Linked DNA regions of Anas platyrhynchos: region 2 is linked to region 1. The links are chromatin contacts, called in public Hi-C maps. All regions are on one chromosome and are shown on one strand. Each heading gives the region's core, a stretch centred on a gene start, on an enhancer-like site or on the middle of the called end of the contact. The rest is flanking DNA. Distances are from core to core; before and after follow the strand shown.

The links. A called contact is a pair of places that touch in the nucleus more often than the background predicts.
Region 2: a Hi-C map of F1 follicle shows a contact between it and region 1, with 5 times the contacts expected there. The contact joins two enhancer-like sites. A contact is called at or near these places in 5 of 8 Hi-C or Micro-C datasets (F1 follicle, liver, skeletal muscle and 1 more).

The regions. Positions count from the first base shown.
Region 1 is chr1:131,483,806-131,486,694 of IASCAAS_PekinDuck_T2T, reverse strand. It overlaps WWC3 (WWC family member 3), which reads left to right. Exons shown (of 23, transcript XM_038173030.2): 11 at 465-1,039. Among named protein-coding and RNA genes, the nearest start is that of CLCN4, 24 kb to the right of the region's middle. Within about 2 kb of position 1,639, at least 1 of the 8 cell types and tissues checked has an H3K27ac peak or open chromatin away from gene starts, as enhancers often do.
Region 2 is chr1:131,576,898-131,580,018 of IASCAAS_PekinDuck_T2T, reverse strand. All of the region lies in intron 1 of LOC119715652 (a long non-coding RNA gene), which reads left to right. Among named protein-coding and RNA genes, the nearest start is that of WWC3, 17 kb to the right of the region's middle. Within about 2 kb of position 1,353, at least 1 of the 8 cell types and tissues checked has an H3K27ac peak or open chromatin away from gene starts, as enhancers often do.

The sequences.
Region 1 (2,889 bases), core at 390-2,889:
TTTTTTTCTGTTAGTGCTGTCTTTCCAAATCCCTTCTTGCTGCTTCTCCCTGATACCTCTGTGATCCATCATTAACACCAATTCAGGCTGGATCATGGTAATCTACTATTCCTGGCTTTATATTGGGTCCACTGATCCAAACCCTCCTCTCTCCTCTTTTCTGCTGCATTATGGCTGGTTGCAAGTTGGAGGAAGGAATAGACCTGTCCTGTTGCTCTCTTTGTCTTCAGGCACGTGGCCCTGATTTGGTTGTCACTTGCACTGTTCCAGTCACGTCTGTGCTTGAGACTAGGGCAAGAAACATGAGTTAGACCCTAAACTGCCAAAACATTTCTCAGTGTCATGTGCTGAATGAATGTAAAACTGCTTATGTTAACTGGGTTGATGTTTTATGTCCACACTGGTGTTTCTGACAGTATTCGAATGGACCTTTTTTTGTTTCCTTTTCCTTTTGCCTCCCTTAGTCTCTCAGCAAGCACCCTCACAATGTCCTCTGGCAGCAGCAGGGGTTCCCTGGCCTCCAGCCGAGGTTCCCTGGCCTCCAGCAGAGGCTCCCTCAGCTCGGTCAGCTTCACGGACATCTACGGCCTCCCGCAGTACGACAAGTCGGACAGCGTTACAGACTACGGGCAGCATTTGCGCTTTGACATCATTCCCTTTGAGTCTCTGACGAAGGACGTGCCATATGTTGATCCCATCGGACACTCGAATTTCAATAAGCAGCGGAGGTCTCTGGATACTCCGCAGTCCCTGGCATCCCTGTCATCACGGTCCTCCTTGTCATCGTTGTCCCCTCCGAGCTCGCCTCTGGACACCCCATTTCTCTCCGCTTCTCGAGATTCTCCGCTGGCTCAGATGTCAGAAGGTTTTGAGGAGATGGCAAGCATAGGAGCCCTGGAAATGCTCAGGGCTCAGTCTGCAGCGCTGGGTGACGATGATACGCAAGGAACAAGTTCATCTCAGATATCTGCTTACGCTGTGGACAGCGAAGGAGTGCGAGAAATGGGCCCACAGCTGACTGCTGTGCAGCCTAGCGGAGGTGAGTTGCTGGACGTGATTCTTTTGTCACTTTGTCATAGAAGATAGCACACAAATCTAATGGTACCACCACAGTAGAGATTGTTTCTCAGTTTCGTTTTACTTACATCAGTTAAAAATTGCATGGTGGATGTTAAATGTTTAAAAAGAAGATGTGAACCTCCTTTGATGTCCCCTAAAATGAAACAAAACCAACAAAAAAAGTTTTGATGTAGGGCAGAGGTGAGAGTAGAGAAGTCTTTGCAAATAGATTTTAAAGCAGTGGTGAATTGGACAGAAGAAAGGGAATGGAAAATGAACTTTCTGTTGGTCTTGGTCAGGAATTGGTAAAACCGCACACGGTTTAATCACTTGTGAGGCCTTGTTTCTGCTCATGTTGCCATTATTCTGTTAATTTCAAGCAATGCAAAACCAGTTGATGGGTTTCATTAAATAAATGAAAATGTGCTGGGGTGGGCAGAAGGTGATGATGCAGCTGTGATAGTGCTTGAAGGCTGTTTGGCTCTGTGCTGGATTCACACCCACCCTGATACCAGATTCGCGTCAGTGAGCTGTGCGATGGAGCAGAAACCACAGTGGCACGGCAGTGTTGAGTTCATGATGGGCTACGCTCATGAGTCAGTGCTTCAGTAACTGAGAAGCATTTTTTGCTGTGGGTATGTGAGGAGCTAGGCATCCACTTGAGTGATTTGTTTTTGTTTTCATCATCTCTGAACCTGTTCTCGGTGATCGCAGAGGAGCTGCCTCAGTTAACCACAGCACACACCGTTAGTTTTCTTTTTGTGCTTCAATGTGAAGTGGATGGACTTATTTCAGCTTGCAGTGGTGGAAGCTTCTGAGGCTCTGTAGATAAGAGTGTGTTGGAATCTTGAATATGAGAGATCAAAAGTGGAAACAGAAACCTTAAAAAATAATAATAAAAGTATTTTCCTGTTTTAATCAATCAGTTGAAGAAAGAGCTGATGTAAAATGAAAAGGAATACTCTTTCCTTGTAATATTTTTTTTTTATGTTGGCATACTTGCATTTCTAATAGAACCATTACAGTAGAGAAAGGCTTTTATAGGATATTTTAATATTGAATGTTGTAATTCACATCCTATGTCTGTATCTGTAATTTTGTGTTAGCAAATGCACATAATACTACACTCAGGGATTGGAGTATCAGGGTTAATATGAAATATAAGCAGGGAATATATCGTTCTACTACATCTTGTTTGTCAAGAGATAATGAAAAGGAACATTGACAGTACATAAGGAAAAAGTTTCAGCTATTTTTAAAAAGAAAAATGTCCCTGCCGTGCTAACAAGCCTGTATTGTTCAAGCAGCATTCGAGCGTAGACTTACCTATTTTCCTTAACGCAACTAACACTGCCAGAAGATACTGCTGCAGAATTCACATTTACTAGACATAAACACGTCTTGGTCCCATATTGCAGTATTCTGACCAAAATAAACAGAATTCCAGAGACCAGCATGTAAGTTTGTGCTTAAATTAGTGCCGTGGAGAGGCTTCCTGAGGCTTTCTTTAAACCTCAGATCAGACCACAGCATGTCTTCACCCATTGTGGTAAGTGAAAACTATGTTAGTAGTTCATTTATAGCTCATGTGTGTTTCCTAGAAGTGAAGGCCTGATCTGTGGGCCTTGGGAGCAATAGGATAAGGGTCAAGGTCCTCTTTCTGTTCTCCTTTTCTCTATTTTCTGTAATGTTCCTGTGCATTTCAGGTTTTTCTAAACATGCCTGTGATACTTCTTTGTCACTACTGTGGTGTCCAGGTTCAGCTCCTAGTTCAGGGTTTACAACTTTTCTCTGCGTACAACATAGAGTGCTTTCTGTTGCTTTTTGAGT
Region 2 (3,121 bases), core at 104-2,603, 94 kb before region 1:
TAGTAGAGTGTTGTGCCTCCTACCTCCTGCAGTACAGTATCTTGTAGCCCGTCCTCATGTTAGCTTGACCTCACTAAATTCCAGTCAGATACTGTGAGCATGTAAGAACAATAAAAGACTGAATGCCTTTACATCATTACAGTTAATGGATGGTGACATTTCAGACTCAGCATCTCATTAAATTGTCTTTGGCAGTAATATATTGTTATTGATTGATTATGAAAAATCCAAGATATAGCTGACATGAGGATTGTTTAGCACAAGGAACCTCAGACAGTATGGTTGTGAGCCCGTTGCACCTGCCTAGCTTCTTTTTGCAGCCAAGTCACAACCCCAGTCTTTATAATACTACAAAAAATAAGTAGCTTTAGCCCTCCATTTTCTTGCCTTTGACCGAACCTGTGAGAGAGGGTACACGCCTGCAAATGACTCAGCAAGAAAACTAGCTGGGAGTTCAGCAGATGGGCACCAACATGCATGAGTAATTACCCTGACATATTCTGAACATGGCAAACTTTATTTTAAATATGCAGGTCAATACAAAGTCACATACATTGCATATGATAAACAACACTGTTTTGCATTGCAGAGAGGTTTTGGTAAGTGTGAACTTGCTTAATTTTTGAAAAGGCTAAATCAGAAGAGTCACCCCAAATATGCACCAAATACACCCAGTCTGTAGCAGGGCTGAAACAAGGGGTGTGCTGCATTGCTGTGAAGTCATCCAGGGTGCTGCAAGCATTCAGTTGCCAATAAAAAAGCCTCTGAAATCCTCAAGAGGCCCTGACATGCTCTGCAATGAGCCTTGTGCTATATATAAAGGGCCAGGTGATGTCCATACCTGCATATTTACTGCCAATCACCAGCTTTAAGGGCTTTGAGAGTTCACTGCTCTTTCCTCATCTGTCTAACTTCATGGCTACTGCTACGTATGTGGCAACTGTGGAAAATTTCAGAAGGATTTGAAGACCTGGCACAATAACAGCATCTTTGGGATGCAGGGCAGGCACGGCTTTATGGCATTCATAACTCATGAAGAAGGGAGTTTGAAGGCTCAGAAGGGTTGTTTTGCTCAAAGGGCTGCAAAACAAAACAAGACTTGTCATTTAAAAAGATATATAAATACATTTAATGTGACACGTAGTTAGGTTTTTAGTAAAGATAATTTGGGAGCTTATGCCGATGCTGTAGCAGAGCTGGGGTCTGGATGGGGTGATGCTGTGGAGGGGTAGGGTGGGGTGTGCTAGGCCGTGGTGTGGTGCTGTGTGGCGTGGCATGCTGTGCTGTGCCGTGCTGTGGTGTGTTGGGCTGCAATGTGCTGAGGTGTGCCGGGCCGTGCTGTACAAGAGGCAGCAGAGGGCAGCAGAGCCAAGCCGCGCTCCCCTCCAGGAACAAGGAGCCCCGCTCCTCTCTGCTCCCCACGGGGGCCCGCGGAGGGAGGCTGAGCGATAGAGAAAAGCCCCCAGCCTGGCCCTAAACGGCTCTTCGGGAGACAGATTTCTCCTAGAACACAGCATTTTAATTTCTACGCCTTCATTTATGCCTCAGCAACGAAGACTTGCATGAAGGAAGGTGTATTTAAGCTTCCGCGTTAGTACTCTGGCAGCTAAACCGGCGTTTTAATAAAGCACTAAATTTCCAGCATGCACCACTGAGATCAAATAAATGCCTTTATGGCGGTTTCTTTCTCCCTTTTCAGGCCTTGAAGATGGTCTGCATGGGAAAGAAAGGGGCTCTTTCTTTGGACCAGATGGAGAAGAAGAGGGAGAGATGCACGCACGCATACGCACGTGCACACACTTCAAAGGAGTTCAGTTGCCCAGGCCTTCCTCTGGATAACAAGAGACAGAGCACTTCTCATTGTAATTCATAGAAAGAGCCTAATCTGGAAGCCCAGCTCCTAATCATTTTCCTCAAAAGTCTGCCTCCTCCCACTGCCTGCAACTACAGTAGACAGAGACCAGACTGTAAGGTCAGAGAGAGGCATTTTTTCAGGTGAATTATTGTACCCTCACCCCCTGAGCATACCATGAACAGGGCAAGGTGAGACAGCACACAGCTGCAGCACTGGGGGTGTCCAGGAGGAAGTTTCTTAAGTGTTTCTCAGGATATTCATGGCTTAGGTGCTGGAAAATTGATCTCAGTGAGGGATATACGTGATAAACCTTCTACATCCCTCTAGGCCTTTTTCTTGTAAATTCAGTCATTTAGTCATTTAACTCATCTATTTGCAGGTACTTTTTTTTTTTTTAAAATCCTTGTGTAATTTCATTGAATATTTGCAGCATATGGTGCAGGGTATATTAGTGATGTTTACTCAGTATATTTTTTCCACTACAATAATAAATAGTTCAACAAACTTTGAAGACTTGAACAGTATTTTTTTCCTTTGAACATAAATATATATATATATATATATATATATCACTATTATCAATGTTTACAAAGTGTTTCTTGAGATCAAATTTAGAAGGAGAGCAAAGATTCCCCTGACAATGCAGAATGTTTCTGACCTATCAATAAATTTTGTCATACTGTACTGACTATAAAGTTCTACTGTTTCTAGAAAATCATTTTCAGAAATTCAGCTGACTCCAGTTATACAGGACTGAGACCATAAATCTTGTTGAACCATGCAATACTGGCACGCTGCATTGAGTTGGAGACCTCCTAGGGTGCTTACTCTGTTCTGTGCTGCATGATACTAACTATGGCATGGTAAAAGCATGTTAGCATTACCTGAAAAACATATGTTTCCATATTACAAGAGAAGGTACTGCTATGTACCTATCACAGGGCAAAATCAAATATAACATTTCCAAGGTTTGAATTTCTTATACCAGGAAAGAAGCCTAGAAGTGCAGGTCTGGCTTCTCATGGCTTGGACTAGCGTATGCTTCGTTGGGTTAGAAACTGCCTGGGTAGCCGGGCCCAAAGAGTTGTGGTGAATGGAGTCAAATCCAGATGGAGGCTGGCCACCAGTGGCGTCCCCCAGGGCTCAGTATTGGGGCCAGTCCTCTTTAATATCTTTATTGATGATCTGGATGAGGGCATCGAGTGCACCCTCAGTAAGTTCGCAGATGACACCAAGTTAGGTGCATGTGTCGATCTGCTTGAGGGT